Regions from separate parts of the Hordeum vulgare genome. Here all the other regions are linked to region 1. A link is a contact called in public Hi-C data. All regions are on one chromosome and are shown on one strand. Each heading gives the region's core, a stretch centred on a gene start, on an enhancer-like site or on the middle of the called end of the contact. The rest is flanking DNA. Distances are from core to core; before and after follow the strand shown. Region 1 holds the start of LOC123444002 (long chain acyl-CoA synthetase 4-like). Region 2 holds the start of LOC123444004 (myosin-2 heavy chain-like). Region 3 holds the start of LOC123443998 (histone-lysine N-methyltransferase ATX4-like).

Region 1 (3,256 bases), core at 231-2,730:
GTTATTGTTGGATGACGGACTTACGCATCCGCCTTCGTGGACTGACCCCCCGTCCGAGAATGATATGATTTTTTTTACAAATCACTAGCAAAAGGGTCTGTGCGTTGCAATGGGAGAAAGAAATACCACACACTCTTAATTTATAAAAAATAGTCTATAATCTAAGAATTTGTAGTTACGACACAAACAAAGATGATCTTATCCTATAAAAATGCAGTTCAAAATTTCACAGGTCTTCTATTTTAACACGGCTTGCATGTAGATTTAATACGTACAAAGAATCAGACAAGTGACCTTCAGTTTCATCTCCAATCCTGATTTTATTAACGTGTTCATCCCCAATCCGAATAAGTAACGATATGAAAGAAAGACTAACAATGACTTATTTATTAAGGTTGCATCCTAGACAGTATTTTTATTAAATGTTTAACAGTAAAATAACATCATATTTAAATTCTACATATTTTTCTAATAAAATTTCATATATAATATGTTGAATTTGAATTACGGTTTAGAAGATATGAGTATTTTAAAAAAACATTTAATATATACTACGGGTTTAATGTTAAAAGCATCAGGGGATTTTTTATAAAATAGCATGACAGACTAAGAATATCTATTTTCTTTATTAGTAGGTATAGATTGTTGGAGATGCCCTTACACCAACAAACTTACTCAATGAAAGAGATTCTGAACACCTGCAAGCACTTTCCATATCTTCTGAGTTTTTTTCTTCAAGCATGACCGGATTAACAAGTAATCTAGAAGTCCCCTAAGATATGGCACCTTTTTTTTTTGCAGTCTTATTACACTGTTTATCGTCAGCGACAAATAACCGTCCACGTGATACTTGATGAAATCCACGTTTTAAATTAGTACTACTTCCAGTAATAATAATATCACGTTGACACGCAACTCCTACCTGACAGGGCCACACAGCCACCGTAATGAATGCATAGCGGTTTAAATCAAAATCAAGCCAAGCCATCCACACAGTTTAAATTAAGTCAAAAATCCAACAGGATCGCTTCAATATGCAGCGCATACCTTTTTTGGGCATTCACTGTCATTTAAGACCAGGTGCAATCATCTGGAAATCGCGTCAACCGTTTTGTCCAGAAACAAAAGAAAATTGGAGAGCTTTCCTCAAAAATAAAATAAATCTTGGAGAGCTGAAAGCTGATGCCACCAATATCCCTGTTCGCAAAAATGCCAGGTCCATGTAAGTAGATACGTGTGGATGAGCGACCGCCCGAGGAGTCTCGACAAGGAGAAGGTCGGCCGTTCCGCGCACCGGTCACCTGCCCCACCAACCAGCGGCCCGGCCCGTCCTCCCACTGTCCATGCCAGCTGCCCCCACCGCTCTCCGCTGCACCCACCCACCAATATTTGTTCTCAAAAAAGAAAAAAAACACACACCAATATTTCTGTCAAGGAGTGTTGTATTTAGGCCCCCGTCTCCACGCCTCTTGCCATTTCGGTCCATTCCGAAGCGTAGCAACTAGCAAGGCAGGCAAGGCAAGGCAAGGCAAGGCTTGGAGCGCGCCGCTACCGGAGCAAGCAGGAGGGATGGCGGAGATGCAGCACGTGGTGAAGGTAGAGGAGGGCCGCCCGGCCGCCGACGGCCGGCCCTCGGTGGGGCCCGCCTACCGGAGCGCCTTCGCCCGCGACGGCTTCCCGGCGCCCGTCCCCGGCCTGGACAGCTGCTACGACATCTTCCGGTGAGCTCTCCCTCCTTGCTCCTCCGGGCTCCCCCCCTGCTTGCTTCATCATTTGCTCCGTTGATGAGCGGTGGGGGAGCCCGGACGGCTCCTGGATTATTTCTCTTTTCGGCGGCGTCAGTCAAAGGATTGAATCCGGTGGTTCTGTTCACGCGTAGTGGGTGGCATGCGGAGGATCTTTTCCTCCATTTATTTGTTTGCGGTTATTTGTCGCTGTCCTTGCTAGTACTCCTGTAGTACACGAAACCGGGATTTGATATGCCTGATTCTCGTATGCCTCCCGTCCAACTACTTGCATGAACCCTATTCTTTATGGCATTTATGTCAGTTTGCTTGCGTATGCTAGCCCTCGGGATCTGTCCCCCACGCCCTCGACAGAATAGCCCAACTCTGCATTTATCTGATTTTTTTCTCTTTGCATTTCGGCTCCGAAATCCAGTTTAGTTACTCTGTTAGTTAGTTGGGCAGTTGTATAGACTCTCTCTTTAAATTCCCTTGAATTCTGGATCAGTACGCTTTTTCTATGGAGTGATAATGTTCTTCAAAGCAGAGGAATAAAGTTAAGATTACTAGTTCGAACTCAGCAGTACTATTTCCTGCTCCTTCATGGCCCACTAAAACTGTTAATCAGCTGTGAAAAAAATCAAATCGCTGACCATGCAAACCTGTCATCAAATTGAGTTCAGTTTCTCCATAGTCTTGTGTGGGTGGGAACGCTGATGTCATATTGGTCAATAGTGTCTGGTTTGTTCCGGGTTAGTTAACGAAATTAACCGAGCAAGTTGGTTCGTTGCATTTTCACTGTTGACTTGCTACTAAAACTCTTAAATCTGGCGACCTTTTGTCCTACTGAGCTTATTTAGTTTTGAGTGTCAATGATGTGTGCTCATACACAGAATGGCAGTGGAGAAGTATCCAAACAACAGAATGCTTGGTCACCGTGAGATTGTTGATGGGAAGGTACCATTTGGTCGATTATTTCAGTTGGTCGATTACAACTTATACCCCCCCTGGAATATAAAAACAGTAGAATTCTTGCTAAAGTATTATTTTGTGTGATATAAACAAATAGGCTGGTGCATACGTCTGGAGGACATATAAGGAGGTGTTTGGCATTGCAAATAAAATCGGTAACTCTATTAGGAGCTGTGGACTCACCAAGGTTTGCTCTCGTTTCTCATATATTTGCTATTCTATTAACTCTAATGCTAATTTACTTACAATAGTTTCCAGTGAGGTTATATGTTTTCTCATCTTGAATGAACACATGAATTAAACATTATGTGAACTTTTTATTAGCTCAGGGGAGTCACTTTGATGTTTCATGATTAAGGTTATTTCATGCTGATTACAAAAGTTTAAACTGGATAATTTTGCAGGGCAGTCGTTGCGGTATATATGGTGCCAATAGCCCTGAATGGATTATCACGATGGAGGTAAAATCTTGTTCTACTGGTGCAGCATTTAATTCATTCTTGTAACAAGTAACTATTTTTATCGTGTTGGACTTCTGGAGTTTTCCTTAACCAATCAAG
Region 2 (3,256 bases), core at 226-2,725, 880 kb after region 1:
CAACCCCGATCACTTGCGAACGATCTCCCCCTGCCCGAGGCATCGCGCGTCGATGATTACCCCATCTTCATCCAGGAGGACCAGTCAGTGAGCCTCAGACCGGACGTAGAGGATCCCCACATTCGACAGTGTGCGCTAAGATATGGATATGCCTGTCAGTATAGCATCTCGATGCCAGCTGACACATCCAATCCAAGAACACATACATGATGTATATAGCAGCCAGCGACTACTCGGCTAGCTACTTATCATTTTCCTAAACTACTGTGCTACTTGCTTATTGCTTTGTCCATGGTTTGAATCTATGGGTTTAGTCCATAGGATCCTGAAAGGATCGGGTTCCACTATCAATGAGATAGCGGAACAAAAAACAAGAAAAAAGGGTCATGGCGCAAGTAAAACTAAAGTAAGCAAGAGGTCATGTCCATCTCATACAACCTGCTTACTAGGCTATGCCACATGCACCGCTAACATTGCCTAGATGAAGAGTCTAAACGAGTCTATGGTTTTAGTTTATATCAGGAAAAAAGGAATATATGGTTTAGTCCATAAGTGAGAAACAGCTTGGATTGGGTTGGGTGGAAAAGGCATGCAATTTGGTTTAGTCTGGATGCCAGCTTATTTGTTTTGTTTTGTTTTGGTTTGGTTCGGTTCTGTTGCTGGAGGCGTGACGCTAGAGGTTTACTGATCTGAGCACTGCTGCTTGTTTCTGTGGCTCCTTTTTCAGTTATTTTTCTCTTCTCTGTGTGCTCTGGTGATGTTCCTCCTGATTGTTGTACCTCTCCCCTCCCCTTGTAATAAAGCATATAAGCAGAGCTCCTGCTGTTGTCGTCAAATAAAGAACAGTCTGGGCTGGGTTCAGTTTGGCTGTCGAACTATTCCCAGGTTTATCTACATCATAGATGGCCCTCCTCCAACAATACCCAAAGTCGTATACAACCATTTTTCCGATTCAACTCGTGCGGAAACTTCTCCGCTACTAGTCCGGTAACAAGAGCAGCCGACCCGCATCTAGATAGACTGTACAATAGAGAGTGAACAGATCAAGAAACGTACCGAACGGGAAACTACAGCTGCATCCTTTACTCTGTATCTCCCGCCTCTTGTTGAACTCGAACTGCTAAGATCTGAGAGAAAACAATAACCAAAGAGCAAGCATGGTCAGGTACCGCGCATGGACTGCAGCCACGCAGATCGGAACAGGGGGAGCAAACTGAAGAAGGAGAGCTGGAAACCGAGCGGAAGAGAAACGGAACAAAAGGAGTTACCGGAAGGGGTGAAGACTGAAGCGGTTGCTCGATCGCCACAGAAGCAAGCCGCGGCCACAGGCTCTCTCTCTCTCTCTCTCTCTCCACTGGGGGCAGCCGATGTGTGGGCAGAGTTAGAAACGTACTGCAGGCGGCCTCGCAGGGAGCGAGTGAACAGCGATCGATTCGTTCTCTTTGAGCTGCCTCGGCCCTTGGGCGTCTGGCTGGAGCTGAAGGCCCTCCGGGTCTGCGCCTTATTACGGGATCGCCACCGAACCCGAACGCCGCTCCCGCCAATTCGAACGCACCTTTGCGGCCACATGGCGGCAGAGGCCCACGAGCCACGAGGCAGCGCGGTCTGTCTGAGCTGGCGGGGGCGTGGGACTGGGAGCCAGCCAATCCAAAGCCGCGGAAGCAAACAAAAACGAAGGTGAGGAATTCGTGGTGGCCGGTGGGGGATGACGAGGACGGACGGCCCTCCTGCTACTACTGTGCCGCAGGTGGTGCCCTGCCTTTGTTCTTGTTGGCTTGTGAGCCATCTTGTCTCCTCCACGACGAATCTTTTGTGGCTGAGCTCCGGTAGATCCAACAGTTAGCCGGTACGAGAACGAGAACGGGGCGTTAGGTTTACGATTAGTTCGTGCGAGAACGGGGTGTTACGTTTGGTCTGTTAACTAGTAAACTTGTACGTGCATTTGCACGTCTTGACTAAAATCATGTTGTATTATAAAACATAAATATTTCTATCATAATATAGAATAACACTTTTGGGAATTTGAAATTTGATGCGAAGTGTGTAAAATTCCTAATTCTCGAGTCATAAAGACGAGTTGATTGTTACATGAACCAACATTTTCCTTATTCAAATAGGGTGATCGCAGTTCACAATCGAACCCCTCTCAAGTTGTACATTTTTTTAGGAGAAGCAAAGCTTTATAAATTAACGGTGCTTAGGCAAATTGCCCGTCGCACACGCAGCCACATTGGCTGGTACATCCGACTCCCACATTACACAATGAGAAGGTTCACACACATCCCCAAGAGTAGCGAGTTCATGAGCAACATTATTCGTACTACGTCTACAAAATGAAATAACATGCTTGAAGAACCAAAGCTTTAGCTGAAGCTTGATGTCCTCAATGACAGCCGAGTAAGTAGATGAGTCTGTCTTCCATATGTCTAGAGCATCACATAAGAGTTGTGAATCAGTCTCAAATACCACTGGATCATTCCCATGTCGGCTGCAAAAGGCACAGCTTGTGCTATGGCATGGACCTCTGTAGCAAAGGCATCTTGAACATTCTCCTATCGTCAAACTCGTGCTCAGATGATGTTTCCATAGGAAGCTCTTGCCACAACGCCCCAGCCCGCATGCATGTCATGAGGCACAAAGGACCATCCACGTTGATTTTGATCATATCATTATTTGGCGGTCGCCACTTCTCCATGTACTTCTTTGCTAGCGCTGAATTGTAGATTTGATTGTACTATAGTACACAGCAGCGTGTGCATCTCGCTAGCTTCATCGTCGAGATTCGCAATTTGCCCTCCCTTAGCTTGTTACGACTGCTCCACCACAGCCGCCAAAAGGTTAGAATGTGCAACCATTTACTCTCATTCAGACTCCAGAGGTAGTCTAGCATTGCATGTACTGGTGTGTTTGCTCAAAATCCATCTGTTCTTTCTCAAGGGCTAGCTCCCTCCGGATTTCTTTCACCACCTTGCATTTGAAGAATAAGTGTGCCCCATCCTCATGGGCGCGGCTATAGAAGTAGCATGTAGCTGTACATCGGGACGTGCATGCCTTTGGATTTGTCTGACTACCCTTGCTTCGATACCCCCACAACATCATTTGTTGCGCCGCTCCACATGTTGTCAACATTCCTAATTCCTACACTCACATAATAACTTGTTATTCAGGGCATAAAGTTGTCGTTGTGTCCACAATTGAATTAAATTTGAGGTATAATATTTCCAATCAAGAAAAAAAAAACATCTTCAGTACATAG
Region 3 (3,256 bases), core at 559-3,058, 790 kb before region 1:
GTGCATGATGTTTATATGTTCACCAAGGAAATAAACTTGACTTGCATGAGGTGATTGCAAGTACAAGTTTAAGGCGGTATTTGTCTGGATGCATTCGTAATCACATGTTCGGAAATGGCAGTGACATTCTTATCCATGTCGCTATACATAAATTTGTTGCCCCGTAGCAATGCACGGGCATTTAACTAGTGGTGAAAAAAGCTTCAACCAGCTTTCTGATACAACTGGTGTCAAAATTTACTACAACCGGTTCTTCGAATTGCTACAACCGGTGGCAATGCAAGCTGCAACCGACATCGCGGCTCGGCGGCGAAGATGGTTTTTGTTGGATCCGCTACTCAATTTTGCTGGAACGAGCGCTCGTTTTTGCTGCAACAGGCGACCGAGATGTAACAAGCTATGGCATGAGGCGTGAGTGACGATGAGCACCGGGGGTGAGGCATGACATGTGACGGACGAGCTGTGGCATGAGGCGTGAGCGACGACGAGCATCGGGGTGCTGCAGGCATGGAGCTCGTCGGTGACCGAAGACGAGGGTGGAAACTAGGGACGATCAGCGGTGAGAGTGGATGAGGAGGTGAGGCGAGGGGGGTGGTGTGTGCTTGGGCGGCGGGGAGGAGCGAGCGCCGCGCCAAGCTCGCAGCTGTGATGCGAGGGATAGGGGAGGCGCAAGGAGGAAAACATGGTTCGGGGGATAAGATCTAAACGGTCCAGGATGCGCTAGTCGAACGACCGTGCGATGACCGGCCGAAAAGATTGGGCCGGTGTGCCGGCGGAGAGTACTGTTCTTTACAATCTCGACGAGGAGAATTTCTTGAATGAATAAAAAAAACAAGAAGAAGCAAACTAGGGCGAGAAAAGCCCTTTTAGAAAAAGGACGAGAAAGGCTGCACGCAGTGGAACCAACAATCCTTTTTACTCCAAAATTAATTCTTGTGTCGTAGCGTTGTCCGGAGGCTGGAGCAGCTTCACTCATGGCCATGGACATTCCTTGTAATTTGACACACAACATGAAGGCAGTGCCACACACGCCGCCCATGCTCTTTGCTCCGATGGCCATGGCCATGGAAGAGCCAACTCCGACGGTACGACTACAGGAATCTGACCGGGCCACCGAGAGAGAATCCAGCAAACAAGCCCGTGCCCGTGCCCGTGCCGTGCCTCCTATTCCCTCCAACTCCGGCGAATCGTGGCCGCGGAAGCACCCGCAGTCGGGGCCAAGGCGACACGAATGTACGGCGGAAGTGTCATCCGGCCGGGCCGGCCACGGCCAAAGCTGCACGCCTTCGCGACCGTGGATTCGAGCACGGCGACCACGACTCCAATCAGATAGATTTATATTTCAATTCATCAAAAGAGAAAAAGAAGTCCGACCGATCGTCCATCTATCGATCCTTGGATCAACGCCCGCCGGTGATGCTGCCCGCTGCCAGCGTGCGCTCTCCTCACTTGGCCCGTGCACCATTTTTGGTTCGCGATTCGCACAACAAGGCCGACATGGAAACTCGCAGGAACGAGAAATCCCACCGGAAGCTCCACCTAGACCAGATCATCAAGCACCGCTCACTGCCAGGGCCGAGCTGCACGAGATCGAGCTCGAAACAAGAACAAGAACAAAAATAAAAAACCCGGAAATTTCTTCGTTCCGTCGGGGCGCCGAAATCGCCCATCAACCATCGATCTTTCCATCGAGACGGTCGCATCTGGATCAACCCGTCTCTCCGCCCGGGAGGGGCGATGAATCATCAGGACAGGTACAGCGCCTACCTACCTGCTCGTCGTGACGTCGCCCTGGCTATAGCTCCCCTGCCCACACTGCACAAAACTCGTTCATGGCCACCTTGATCATCTCTCTCTCTCTCCTCCCGTCCATGTCGAAAGCCATCTCCTCCAAACCCAAACTCAAACCCAAAAGAAACACAACTCGCAAGCCCGGACCGAATTCCGGATTGGAAGCCCAAACAAACCCACACGAATCGAAACGAAATTCCGGGCGGGCGAGAAAAATGCTGCTCGTACCACGACGCCAGAACGCCAACTCCAACTGGCCTCCTCCGTCCGTCTCCATGGAGGCGCACCGTCACCACCACACCAGCAGCAAAATCCAACAGCGAGTCGAGAGGACGGCAACTCCACCTGCACCCACGACGAAGACGACGACGACTTCCATCCATGTAACCACCCATCCCATCCACGACCGCCATCCTCCTCCTCCTCCCGCACGAAAGACGAAACCAACCCAATCCCACGAGAAGAGAAAAATCAGGGCCAGGATCGTTTTTACAACCGGGTCCGTCGCGCTCGTTTCTCGTACGACTTCTTCTTCCGGAGCCCCATTAGAACACACAAAGAACAGCCACCTTCCCAAGCCGAACCCAAAAACAAAGAGGAAAAAAATCCCAATCCCCCCAATCCCGATTTCTCTCTCTCTCCGGCCGCATCTCCGTCCAAGATTTCTTCTTTGCTCCCCCTTCCCCCCGCCGTCTCGGCGACGGCTCGTGGGGAGAGGCGGGGGACGAATTCCCCTCCTCTCCAGTTCGCCGCGGCGAGGGCGGGGCTAGGGTTTGCAGGGGAACCCTCCCCGAATTCGCCGTGATCTCGCCGCCGGGCCGGTGAATTCGGGCGGGGGGAAAGGGTTCGCGTGGGATGATCTTCAAGCGGACCCAGCGCCCGGAGATCCTCAGCCTCAAGCGCTGCAATGCCGAGGCCGAGGGCGGCGCCGGCGAGCGCCGTCCAAAGAGGCAGAGGGGTGACGACTTCTTCCCCGTCGAGCTGCTCGGCCACGTGCCGGCCTCCGGCATCCCTTACGCCGCCGCCGGGTTCCGCTGGTGCGAGGAGCCCGAGGTTGCATCGCCTGCCTGTGCTGAGCCGCCGCCCGCCGCCACGCGCCCGCCTGTTGTCCGGACGTCGCGCGGCCGTGCCCAGGTGCTGCCCTCGCGGTTCAATGACTCGGTGCTCATCGACCCCTGGAAGAAGGAGAAGCCGGCTAAGCCACCTGCGCCGCCCAAGGTCGAGCAGCTCGTTCCCAAAACCAAGCCGCTCTGCCGTAAAGGTGCAATCTTGGATAGGACTTGCGCATTGTCAGAGGTGGACGACGACGAGGAGGCACAGCGTTACCGAGTGTGCCAGAATTTTGTTGCCTCCAGGAAGTACTCCATGTCCCTCAGCACGCTCACCTCCTTGCACGATGAACCGTACAGCCGTTACCATAGAAACGAGTTGATGGATGACGAAGATGAAGAGGAAGAAGAGGACC

The links. A called contact is a pair of places that touch in the nucleus more often than the background predicts.
Region 2: a Hi-C map of leaf shows a contact between it and region 1, with 9 times the contacts expected there. The contact joins the promoter of LOC123444004 here to the promoter of LOC123444002 in region 1. A contact is called at or near these places in 3 of 6 Hi-C or Micro-C datasets (leaf and seedling).
Region 3: a Hi-C map of seedling shows a contact between it and region 1, with 6 times the contacts expected there. The contact joins the promoter of LOC123443998 here to the promoter of LOC123444002 in region 1. A contact is called at or near these places in 2 of 6 Hi-C or Micro-C datasets (leaf and seedling).

What each region holds. Positions count from the first base shown.
Region 1 is chr3H:405,588,549-405,591,804 of MorexV3_pseudomolecules_assembly, forward strand. It overlaps LOC123444002 (long chain acyl-CoA synthetase 4-like), which reads left to right and starts at 1,481. Exons shown (of 19, transcript XM_045120597.1): 1 at 1,481-1,721; 2 at 2,618-2,681; 3 at 2,794-2,883; 4 at 3,101-3,157. The coding sequence starts at 1,570.
Region 2 is chr3H:406,464,410-406,467,665 of MorexV3_pseudomolecules_assembly, forward strand. It overlaps LOC123444004 (myosin-2 heavy chain-like), which reads right to left and starts at 1,476. Exons shown (of 4, transcript XM_045120599.1): 1 at 1,269-1,476; 2 at 1,057-1,127.
Region 3 is chr3H:404,799,323-404,802,578 of MorexV3_pseudomolecules_assembly, forward strand. LOC123443998 (histone-lysine N-methyltransferase ATX4-like) reads left to right here and starts at 1,809. Exons shown (of 23, transcript XM_045120592.1): 1 at 1,809-3,256. The coding sequence starts at 2,647.